Regions from separate parts of the Zea mays genome. Here region 2 is linked to region 1. A link is a contact called in public Hi-C data. All regions are on one chromosome and are shown on one strand. The core of a region is the stretch at or near the end of the contact, and the rest is flanking DNA. Distances in the headings are between cores, read along the strand shown.

Region 1 (6,163 bases), core at 3,047-5,546:
TCATAGTTGGTTTCTCTACTAGCCATAGCCATAGACTCAAAGATATAGCGGCTCTCTCATTCATAGCCATAAGCTCACCCGTCTGCTGTTGAGACCATCGACCACTACTTGTCTTTGGTTTCTTTCCCTTGGCACGTGCTTGCACCTTGGTTCTCTTTGATTTTCTACTTGTAGGTGTCTCCTCCTCTGCCTCACTCTCTTCATTGTTGATATCTTCTTGACCTTCTTCATCTAGGTTTATTATTGTTGATGACACTGGTGGAGCTTCATGTTGAGTAGGTGCAACACCACTAGATGGATTCCAATGGTCTTCACTAGTGTTACGAATATCTTCAAACATAATACTTAGTTTATCTTCATTTAAAAGTCCTCTATGCCTAAATATGTATGAACCTTTGATTACCTACAATCAATGTTTACCAATTAGGGGACATTTAATAAAGCATATTTAAATGAAAGTAAAATACATAGAGACCTACAATAGCCATTTTCTTCCACCATGACTCCGACATGTCAATGGTTGTGTGGGTTGCATCCCATCATATTCCGGTCTCCTTGTTTGCTAGTTGTCACCAAATACCATAATCAATTTTCAACTTTTCCCACTTGTTTTTTGAATTGTTTTCTTTCATAGAAATTACCTGTTCTTTGGTAGAACTTTTGAATCACATTTTATACCCAATCTTATTCAAATGTGTGTTTGAACGATTGCCATTTTCAACTTCTTCAGCAAATATTTCGCAAACAACCTTAGTGTTCTCATCACTCCAATTCACTTGACTGTTATTGAAATGCATGCATATTGTGGCACATTACTATGGAGCAAATGGTAATGGTACCATGATAAAATTATTACCTTGCATCAGCGAGGTCGAGGTTGACGTTCGGGGAGACAGAGCGTGCATAGGAGCGAGTTACAATAGCTGGAGCTTGAGGTGCACGCCCACCCCTACGGCGAGCTGATGGTGCTGGAGTTTGGCCGATGGTGCTCGCCGGTGATGCACCATAGTTACCATCTTCGAACATCCAGTCTTCCCCCAAAGCGGCACCCGCTGCTCCATGAAACCATGCTGGGAGTTCATTGTCGTCACCAAGCTGAACACCATTGTCTTCCATTCCCTGAGCACCAACAGGTTCATCCTGGACAGAGGCGGTGATTCTCCTTCCCTGGGCGGCTGCCGGCGCGGTGGCGTGGCCCGCAACCAGCGCAACGCCTTGCCCCTGGGATGGGCGGCTGCCGGCGCGACGGTTGCTGACGCGGCGGCGTGGCCTGCTGTCAGCGCTGTGCCTAGACCCCTTCCCTGAGCGGCTGCTGTCATGGCGGCGTGGCCCGCAGCCAGTGTAGTGCCTTGCCCCCTTCCTTGGACAGCTGCCGGCGCGGTGAGCCGATGGTGCTCGCCGGTGATGCACCATAGTTACCATCTTCGGACATCCAGTCTTCCCCCAAAGCAGCGGCCGCTGCTCCATGAAACCATGCTAGGAGTTCATTGTCGTCACCAAGCAGAACACCATTGTCTTCCATTCCCTAAGCACCAACAGGTTCATCCTGGACAGAGGCGGTGATTCTCCTTCCCTGGGCGGCTGCCGACGCGGTGGCGTGGCCCGCAACCATCGCGACGCCTTGCCCCCTGGGATGGGTGGCTGCTGGCGCGACGACTACTGACACGGTGGCGTGGCCCACTGTCAGCGCGGTGCCTAGACACCTTCCCTGGGCGGCTGCTGTCATGGGGGCGTGGCCCGCAGGCAGCGCAGCGCCTTGCCCCCTTCCTCGGGCAGCTGCCGGTGCGGCAGCGTGGCCCGCAGGTAGCGCCGCGTCGTGGTGGCTCAACGGCTGCCAGTGCAGTGGCGTGGCCAGCCCTAGGCGCGGTGTTGACGGTCCGAGGCCCAGCGGCGCTGGCGACCCGAAACATGACCGCAGGAGTGACCCCGGCTGCGACGGCGTTGGCAGCCCAAGTCGTGGCAACGCCCTCATCGGCGTGACCTATCCCAACTTCCCAAGCACAACATCAAAATAGATCTATGAAAAACTATAGATTCCTCTATTTGACTATTTCAATTCAGAATCACCTGCTACCTCACGTTTTCTAGATTCCTGTTATACATGTTACACGTTGTCATGCTCTTATCTTTAAGATATTAAAGCACCAATTTCAACGGTCGTCCCGCGCCATATTTTTACAAATAACTCCTCACATCTATCTATCTCAAATTAACCCGTTAGCCAGTCGAGTCATTTGGTTAAATTAGCGTAAAATATTAAAAAAGTGGTGCAAGAGGAGGGGTTTGAACCTAAGCCCTAATAGAAGAAGGGTGGGAAACTTAAGGGAAGCTGTCTAACCAGTAGAACATCATAGTCAATTGTTTTTAATATTGAATATAAATTGTACATATGTATATACAATTTTTTGTAAAATAAAAAAATATAATCGTGTTGGGCTGGGTCAGCTCTACGGGCCGAGGCTACGGCCCAAGCACTACTAAATGGGTCGTGCCCCGGACCAGACCGCCAGACATGGCCCATTTAGCCATTTATACCTTCGCAAGATAATGATGGTCCTCGCCTCAGTTGCCGCCACCTCGTTCGCCATCATGCTTCTATTTCTCTCTCCCCTCATGCCTCCTCCTCCGTGCCACCCATTTCGGTAGAGGACGTGGGAGCAGGCGCCTCCTCTCCCGTATTCATTCGACACCAGCCCCGACACCGACCCGTGCAGTAGCTATTGCACGTCTACAAGGGTGTTTCACATCATGCACGCACCATCGTTTTCGCCGTCGTCGGATGTCCCGTTCATCTTCCCGGCCTTCACCCTGTTCTTCCTCCCCAACTTGTTGCCCTTGCCCACGATCGCAGGCACGAGCCGACCGACGCTCGTCGACGCGGGTACGGGCGAGTCGGTCTTGCTCTTGGCTTTTCTTCGTGCGTGCCGCCGAGGAGGACACGATGGCGTCTGCCATGCTTATGTTATCTTGGCGATGACGAGTCCAGATCTGAGATATTGGACAACCAAGGCCCGTAGAACGGCAGCAGTCGACATATGCTACGGAGTTGGTGGTGGTGTTGTGTCGCCTCCGTGGGTCCAGGGCTGGAAGGCACTCGCATTCTCTCGCCCATTTCGTACTGACGCTTGGTGCAGGTGTCTCTCGGTTTGGAGCAGTTCCGGCTGAGCTTCTTTCTCCGCTTGCGTGCTCTCTCCCTGTATGTATCTAGCGGTATACTACCTATGTCGCCTCCAGATGTCCAGGTCTTCGTCGTGTCCTTCTTCGGCAACGAACAGGTATGACTGCCTCTTCCCTTCCCTTCCCGCTCTACGAAACCTTAGAAGTGGGGGAGGTGAGGGATGAGGTCCCTGATTTGCTGCCTATGGTACCCATTCGATGGCTCAGCATTGCCTTCTATATGGTCTTTCCTTTACCACGATGTCGACTTGGTTAGTCAAATAAAAAAAATTATGCGTAGAGCAGAGACAATCAATACAAAATCTTGAGATATTTTGGTGGATAGTTTACGTGAGTATTGTTGTGAGCCGTCGCAACACACAGACAACTGACTAGTAGAATCTAAGTTGAGAGTTGTTTCAACCAAACAAATTTTAGGTTTTTCATATTTATTAACTCACAACAACTTTTTTATAGCTCATAGATAGCATCAAATTTTTAGAAATCTAACCAAACAAACCTTTAGCCTCTCTTACATAGATTAACGTAGAAGGAAAAAAAATCCAAAATACCCATTAAAAATAAAAAACATAGATATATTTGAGGAAAGAAATGTTATTCCAAAATACCCATTAAAAATAAAAAACTTAAATACTGAAGCGTCAACTATTTTGAAACACAAAAGTATAAAAAAGAGGACTAAGGAACGGGTCGAAATAGTTTTTCTCACTTCATTCTCATACATGTTAATTTTTAAGAAAGAAATTGTTTTCTCAAACGGATGGGGTTGCCCTAAGGCTCTAACGGTAGAATATTATGTCTCATTCATTCTTGCACAAAATGGTGCCATTTGTAATGAAATCTGCAAATAAATGCCTTAAAATTAACGGTCCCCTACAGGCTTCTACGAATTAACACGGAATGATTGGATGCGACTGCAAAATTGCAAGGTTTATATTAAAAGAATACCCAACAGTGCCCAAAATAGCGGATTTCACATAAAAAAGCATGAACCCTCGCACCGGACCTCAATTAAAAACCGCAGAAAAGGAATCAATCCGACCATCCATAAAAAGGACGGCGACGCGGTCACCACTGCGGCACCGCCGCCGCCGCCATCCTCGACCCCTGAAGTGAAGAGGCAACCCGAGGACGCCTCTCCCATCCACGCGCGAATCCTACCGCCCTCCCACTCCCAAAAACCTAGCCGCGCGCGCCACCTGCATCCCATGGCGGCAACCGCGGCCGTGGCGGGGACCGGGTCGTCCCTCTCCTCGCGCCGCAGTCGCAGCGTTGTCTCCTCGTCCTTCCGCGCAGCTGCCTCGCGCTTCCGCTCGCCGGTGAGCGTTTCGTCTCGTCGTGGGGCTTTCTGATTCACGTGTGATGCCTACGAAGCGGTGAGGTATTGTGTGTTTTTGGTTGGTCTTCTTTTGGTGTGCGCAGAGATGCGTGCTCGGGAGCGAGCAGCTGCGGGTGGCGCATGAAGGGAAGCGGATGAGCGGCGCCGAGTCCAGGACCGCGTGGGCGCCAAAGGTGCCCGCACCGGAGTCCAGGCTTGCCGCACTGCCAAGGGAGCTGCGGGACTCCAGGATGAAGATCTTCTCCGGCACGGCTAACCGTCCGCTCGCTCAGGTGTTTACCGTGTCTCGCTTGGTTTCTGAGTTATTACAAGAAGAAAAACTTTTGTTTTCATTTTTATGCAACATTGGGGCTATAGTGTTTTATTTCTGGTTCTTCACTTGTTTTAAGTAAGTCGTCAAAGGCACCGTGCACGATAATTTTACTTTCACAATTACGTGTATAATTGCCCTATCTTTCAACCACTATGAGTGACTTCTGTGCCACTACTACCAACAGTTTTTTTTTTTGGGGGGGGGGGGGACCGCGGGAGGGGGGCTTGCAAGTTGCACCCTTTTTGTTTGTACTGTTTTCAGATCTGTACGGTTTTTAGATTTTCATGTTTGATCACTATAGTTGCGGCGACATCGTTTTTATACACACTACTGAAAAATGAAATGTCCTTCTCTGTACTTACTTTCTAGGAAATTGCTGCTTACCTGGGTATAGAACTCGGCAAGATCCTGATCAAGCGCTTTGCTGATGGAGAAATTTATGTGCAACTGCAAGAGAGCGTGAGAGGATGTGATGTGTTCTTGATCCAGCCCACATGCTCTCCTGTCAACGAAAACCTCATGGAGCTCTTCATCATGATTGATGCATGCCGGCGGGCTTCAGCACGGTCTATTACCGTTGTTATTCCATACTTTGGTTATGCCAGAGCAGACAGAAAGGTACTAGCTCCATTTTTATTTATTTGACGCTCAATAGTTCAGATTTGCACTAACAAACGTCAAATAAAAAAAAATCGGAGGGAGTATTAGCTAAATGATACAGTGATTTAGTTTATAACCTAGTACGTTCAGATTGACAGATTCAGAATTTAATTTAAAATATAAAACAGATTATTTTGGAGTGTATTGCTTCTGATTTCAATGTGTCTCCTGCCAAACGCAAATAAAAGCAACACCATCAATGTAAGCTTCATCATTTGAGCTCCTTGTCAAAGCTTGCTGTAAGGGCAGTGTACACTGCTGACGCTGATTTGTGATAAATTTTGCCACCTGTTTGGTCCTCCAACTTTATTATTGGGGTTTTTAAGCTGGTGCCCTCGGTTTTGCTGGTGTCCTCACTTTTACCCTTAGTCATGTTTTTTTGCTCAGTTTTGCCCTTCTGTTATATAGCGCTGGATGGGTAAAACTGAGCAAAAAACACGACTAAAGGTAAAAATTAGGACACCACCAAACCAAGGGCACCAGCTTAAAAAACCCTATTATTATATGGATCAAAAAAAAATCTTCCGAAGCTGATTTTCATGCAATAAAGTGACAATTTGTCTTTATTGTGGATAAAAAAATCAAGCATTTCACTGCTGCTTCCTTAACTCCGACAAAATCCATCTATTATGAATGACTTCTATTCATTTCCTCTAATTGTTTTACTTTATATC
Region 2 (6,245 bases), core at 2,888-5,387, 140 kb after region 1:
TTTTTAAATTAGGTTAACTCGGCTTTTTCTAGTTATTATTTGAACTTCAAATTTGATTTCATTTGTACAATACAATTCAATAATCATCGTTCTTCTTTTCATTGATATTTTAATTCTATATGAATCACGGTTGGTCATTTTTCTCTAAATTTATAGATGGGTATCTTCAGATTTATCAAACAAGAATGATGGGTTCATCCTTCCCGCTGCTCAAATCATTTAAAGTGCATCTCTTGTAATCTGATGCGAGCTCGATGGCGAGAAAGTGATTTTACGATGTGATTGAAGCATGAAATAGTCCAAGAGGTCCCCAAATCTTGGGGACTAAATAGGGATATTTAGGAAGTTGGTATATTTGGAAACATCATTTAAGGAACTGTTGAAGGATGATTTTTGGTTTATAGCATTCTAAATTAAATTTAGGAAGTCCTTTTGGGAACTAGTGGAGATGCTCTAAGTGCATATTTGAGAACAAGGGATTCAAAGGGATTTGATGGGGCTAAAATACTCTTCATATTCAAAATTGAATATGAAAAGGATTTTATGCCCTTCAATCCCCTCCAACCCCTTCTTCCAAACAAGCCATAATTGTTTTGAGACATTTGCTTTATTGTTTATTGAGTTAGACAAAGTAGTTACTATTGTTAGAAATTTAGATATTTTAATATTTAATTTAATTTAAATATAGGAGCAAATCAGTGATAATATATGTGTATGTGTGAACTACACAATTAACCTCTACATGAGCAAGTAGAGATGAAAATGGGTGGAAGCGGTCTCTTTACCGGTTTCTATTTACACATTTTAATACAAAATTAAAATAGAAAGTTGTAAAGCGAGACATGAAAAAAATAGGAACTAATACAATGTCTGTGTGTTGCCACGGTCTCTCCACCTCCCTTGTCCCCTTCTCCCTCTAGGCCTTTCTCGTGGCCAATTGCGGCATCACCCTAGCCTAGGCCAGGAGCATGTCTAGAAAGACGCTCGACAGGCATCCAAGTCGTATGATAGGGAGTTCAACGATCTCACCTCCTCTCGCTTTCACCTCGACTTTGAACCCGATGTTGTCCTCATTTTGCTATCTCGCATCAGTCTCACCCACGATGACATTGTCGACGTCGTCGTCGCCGACACTCTTCTCCTCTAGTCTCGGGTGTACATATTTGAGTTGTGCACCCTCGCCCTCCATGACCGCATCGCCTGCCCATTCCCTAGATCACTCGCTTTCTCGTGCTCAACCCCTGCGGGCATTAATACTGCCACGATGTCACACCCAAAATCCAGTCTGTCGTCTCCTTGTACAACCACGGTGGTAGAGGCGCACCACTCCAGCTCTAGTGAATCTAAGGAAATCGTGAGTTATGGGGAGGTGAGGACAACACAACTTATTTGTCTAAGGCACAATGAGGGCAATTTCTACCTAGTAGCTCGAGGATGAGATTTATAGTGTGTTGTTTGTCTCTAATGAGATAAGTTTAATCAGAAGCATGATTAGCTCTTTATTATGTTGGTTAGGTGGAGGAGAGGGGGAATGTGCGAACACAAGGTTGACTTGTCCCTTGTGGTTTGGGTTAATGATGAGTGATTGTCACAGATAGCACTCTGGGTTAGTCGATGGACTGACCAGAGTGTGAGATTATGCTTGTGCAACCATGTCGATCGTCTTGTGGTGTACAGGTGTGGTGAACAGAGATGGTGATCGACGACTGAGGTGAAGGTCATGCGGGCTTGTGCTGATGGACCGAAAGCAGTGAAGGGCGAGTGCAGGGTCTTGACTAATGGACCGGAGCAGCCGGGTGACCAGCCGTGGTGGCTAACACTTGGGACACACACTCACACAAGGATGTGGTGGAGTGGACCGTGTTGTCGGCGTGGTCGAGGATTGGCGGGACACGCGTCTGGCCATGGAGGACGTGCATGCGGCGCGGGACTCACGATGGTTTGGTGGTTTAGGCCTCAAAACCACCCAACGCTACGGATGACGGGTTTTGCTGAGTTTGGGCCACAAAACTCGGTGGCGGTGGTTTCAGAGGGAACTAGTGGCGGCATGTGGCAACATAGCGAAGCGTGCGTCAAGGCGAAGCAATTTCATATGGAGCGCGTGGCCGTCGGATAAAAAACCTAGTAGTTAGTCCATTTCACCCCTGATGGAGTGGATAAGCTCTACGTAAATAGAGCTAGTTTAGGAAGTGGAAATAACCCTCTATAAATAAAGGGGTAGGTTGTTTAGTTCAATATTACTTGGCTGCCATTTGTTTTGACTTAGGGTTTTAGTACTCATATTTCCTATCCCTAAGACTAGTCTAGGTTCAGCCAAAGATCCACAGCGATTTTGTACTTCGACTGTGATTGTGTTTCTTCAAGTTTAATCCGAGGAAGGGTCACTCGTATGGGCCACAGGTTTTGATCACTTCTCAGTTTTAGTTTTGCACACTTTGCTGGAAATTCTGAAGTTGAGTGTTCTTGGTTTCTCCCTCCCTGTTTTGCAATTTTATTTCTTGTTGTTCGGGTTCATACTTTACCGGAGAACTTCTTTTACCCCATGCAAACTATCTGTCAAATTTGAGATCATTCTGGCCATTTTTGCTTGCCTGGCACTGCCGCCCGTGTGCGCGGCACTGCCGCTCTGACTTTCTGGTGCTTTTGACTCTGAAATTTTCTATGAATGTCTACAGTTTTAGGGTTTTTGGTGCATACAAAAGGCACTGGTTTATGTAGCACTCTGATCTGCTGCTCTGAGTCCCTAGAAGGTTTTCGGGTTAAATTTTGGGATCAAAGTCACGTACTCGCAGGATGAGAATTTTTAATGGCTCCCATTCACACACCCCTCCCCCGTCGCCTCACCGACCCTACATTTAGTATCGGAGCCGGTTAAGGATTTTCATATCCTATCGGTTCGAAATCCACGTATTTGACAATTTAAAAACTAAAATAAAATAAAATGGAGGGACTAAAAAATAGTCCCTAGAAATCAAACACCCCCTAGCTAACTTGCCACTAACTCTGTTTTCACAAGCTGTACATAATGGTCTTTGGATATTTTTTTTATTTGCAAAATAAAGTCTTTGCATACAAGTCTCGTCACAAACCTCCATAAAGGCACACTGTTCATTTCTAGTGGACAAATATTATTCATCATCACCATACAAAAATTTATTATTTCCCTACCATTCAACAATCAATCACACAGTTGCTTCAACGGTGGGGATGTTGACGTAGTCATGGGCCATCACCTCCTTGCTCTCCATGGCTAAGTAGTAGTACACCATAATTCCGGCGAAGTAGAAGAGCTGTACCAAGCCGGAGAGCAGTGCGTATACGGAGAACAGAGCCAGCCCCATGGGCATGTTCTTCTTCAAGCATGCAAGCGCAACCGCGTAGAGCAGGGACGGAACCATCGCCACCAGGTGGACCGCGACGACCAGCACGAAGCCTTCCTTCCTGCACACCCGTGTCATCAGCCGCCACGCCAGCCTGAGCGCGCTCACGCCGCGGCTGTCCTCGTCGGCCACCGACGCGGCTACGGCGACAAAGAAGACGACGTCGAGGTAGAGGAACGCGAGGAACGGGAGCACGAAGAGGATCGCCGTGTACAGCACCCCCAACTGGCGCATCGCGAGCTGGAGCAGCGCGGCGAGGAGGAGCGCGCATGCGACGTTGAGGACGCCCACCATGGCGACGGTTATGAGAGGGCCCCTGAGGTGACGCCCCTTCATGATCACCTTGGTGAAGAGCTCAGGGAACGAGTAGCGGTCACCGGCGTAGGTAGTGGAGGTGGCGAAGAAGGCTATGATCTGTTTAGCAAAGCTTCCTGCAAAGGTGATGACTAGGAGCGCGATGGAGATCATGGCAAGCTCCTTGGCTTCCTTCATGATCTCCACCATGAGCTTGGCGTAATCGGCGCTTGAGGGGTCCATGTTCTTGACCTCGTTGATGTGGTGCAGCATGTCGGCTGTGCGCGGCTGGATGTAGAAGACATTGGTGATCTGGAGAAGAATGAGGGGAGCGGTTACCAGGAGGAAGACAGGGACGAAGAGCTTGGCGTTCTTGGTTGGAAGGAGCAGTGCGTCCTTCAGGAAGGAGAGACATGACGAGGAGCTTGATTTGGCTTTGGTAGCCATGGCTGCCTGATCAGTGCGATGATCAACCAAACGGTGGCTATGTGCTAGCTGAAGGATAAGCTAGGCTTAGCAATGAAGGAGCTGCCAAAGCTGAAGAAAATTTTTTAGATGGCCGTTGCTGTTGGTGGAGACATAAATGTCACATATGAGGTCTAGTCTACCGGGAAGACTTGGAAAATTACACCGGGAAGACTTGGAAAATTACGTGCCGTGTACTACAGGAGTCAATGGACGGCCTCAAAAATTAAACTTAGGCTATCGTGTACGCGTGGTTGCGTAAAACACTATTTTATACGGTAAATTGTAAGTAAGGTTTAAAATAGTATTACCTTCGTTTTCGAATATTTATTATCTACTAATTTATTTTTTACTAAAACATGATAAATAAAAAATAGAGAAAATATATAAGATATGATAGATAAGTCGAGACAGTCTTTGACTATTGTAATTTTAAAAACTGATATGTAGCTTCTCACTCTACTAAGTGAGTATTCGTGCGCTGCAACGAGAACGTATAATACCATGATAACTTATGTATAAATATATGTTATATTTTTACGAGAAAATGTTTTATAATTTATATGACTATATGAGATCTAGTCTACCTAGAAGACGTGGAACATTACGAGGGTGTTTGGTTTGAGGAATCACTTTATCCAAAATATGGTGGTACATCATGGGTCCATTCCTCAAATTTGGTGGGATTATCCCATTGCTCGTATTAGTACTAACTAAATAACTATAAGTAATGAGGTGATGATGGATTGACTCATTCCATTCCACAAACCAAACAAAAAAGTGAGGAGTGAGAAAATGATGGACTAGCTCAATCCTCCAACCAAACAGCCTATACGTGTGCCTTGCCTTACTATAGGAGTCCATGCACGACCTCAAAAGATATGCTCAGCCTAGCAGCCTAGTTATTGTACGTATTCTATATCTATAAATCTACTAGTTCAGTCCCTGCGTTGCTCTACGGTTTCTATAAGTCACGTAGCAAATAATTTACAACTCAACATTTAAAAAACTGTTTCTACTAACTGAAAAACAGCTGGTAGGTAGGAGTAGATGTAGATCATGCAAGAACATGAAAGAAACTACCAGCCTGAAGAGCATGATGAAGCCTACGACTGCACCATCATGCCAAAAGCAAGCCATCCAATGAGGACTAGGAAAAAGCAAAACCCGAAAAGACTGAACGCGGCAAGTTTGAAACTCATTTGTCAGCTACTCAGCTAGAAATATAAAGGCAAGTTTTGCACCGAGAAGATCAGTACCTTGTGATTCTTAGGCTTGGTAAAGAAGTACACAGTTGGCTTCAACCCAATGGTTAGCAAGACGCCAGAAACAAAGAGAATCTGACAACATGACAAACAACCGTGCTTATCAGTAAACAGAAGGCTAGATTAAAGTCAGAATCAACCGAGAGGATGAATTATCCTTACATTCCCCATCGCTAAAAAAATCGCCATAATGCATACCATAATTCAGTTCCATGGATCGCATGGGTCTGACAATACATATTTTCTTCTTTTCTCACTAGGAACTCAGAAGGGCTTACCAACCAGTAACCAAAACCTACACATCTGCACAAAGATCTGCAAATCAGACTACCACTAAAGTGCTAAGTTCCATATCAAGCAAAACACATAAAAAGAACAGGGATACCAGAACACTTTCTTAAAATGTCAGATTATGTCCTCATCTAAAACTTTATTCCCCAAGTTCTGGTTTTTATTTGAAGTTGCAGTTCCATCATTGAAGCCAAACATATACACCCATCCAATGCAAGTACATTAACCACAACTTAACAACTCAAGCACCTAGTATAGGGTATATTGAGAGCCCTAGACTTCTAAATGTCAGAGGAAGCCCTGGCCCACCACCTTCGCCTGGCTAGACCACACCAGCGTGCGCCCCTACACCCCACGCCAGGCTGTCAGATGGGTCCCCCCGCCCATGCATCAGGTAAACCTTGTCCACGTGCGTCAATCAAACCCTCGGCCTAACAACTGACCTCCCACGTGGGACGCAAGCCATAAATTACGATTCTGTTTTTTTTGCGGGAATAGCGTAAATAGTTCACAGAAATAGCATAAAAACCCCTCAGTTATGTGTTAAATA

Evidence for each region. A called contact is a pair of places that touch in the nucleus more often than the background predicts.
Region 2: a Hi-C map of leaf mesophyll shows a contact between it and region 1, with 2.9 times the contacts expected there. The contact joins the promoter of LOC100382367 here to the promoter of LOC100279628 in region 1. A contact is called at or near these places in 3 of 25 Hi-C or Micro-C datasets (ear, leaf mesophyll and tassel).

What each region holds. Positions count from the first base shown.
Region 1 is chr9:105,936,445-105,942,607 of Zm-B73-REFERENCE-NAM-5.0, forward strand. LOC100279628 reads left to right here and starts at 4,297. Exons shown (of 8, transcript NM_001152624.1): 1 at 4,297-4,496; 2 at 4,600-4,788; 3 at 5,199-5,447. The coding sequence starts at 4,386.
Region 2 is chr9:106,072,389-106,078,633 of Zm-B73-REFERENCE-NAM-5.0, forward strand. It overlaps LOC100382367, which reads right to left and starts at 4,138. Exons shown (of 1, transcript NM_001175112.1): 1 at 3,021-4,138. The coding sequence starts at 4,121. The coding sequence ends at 3,183.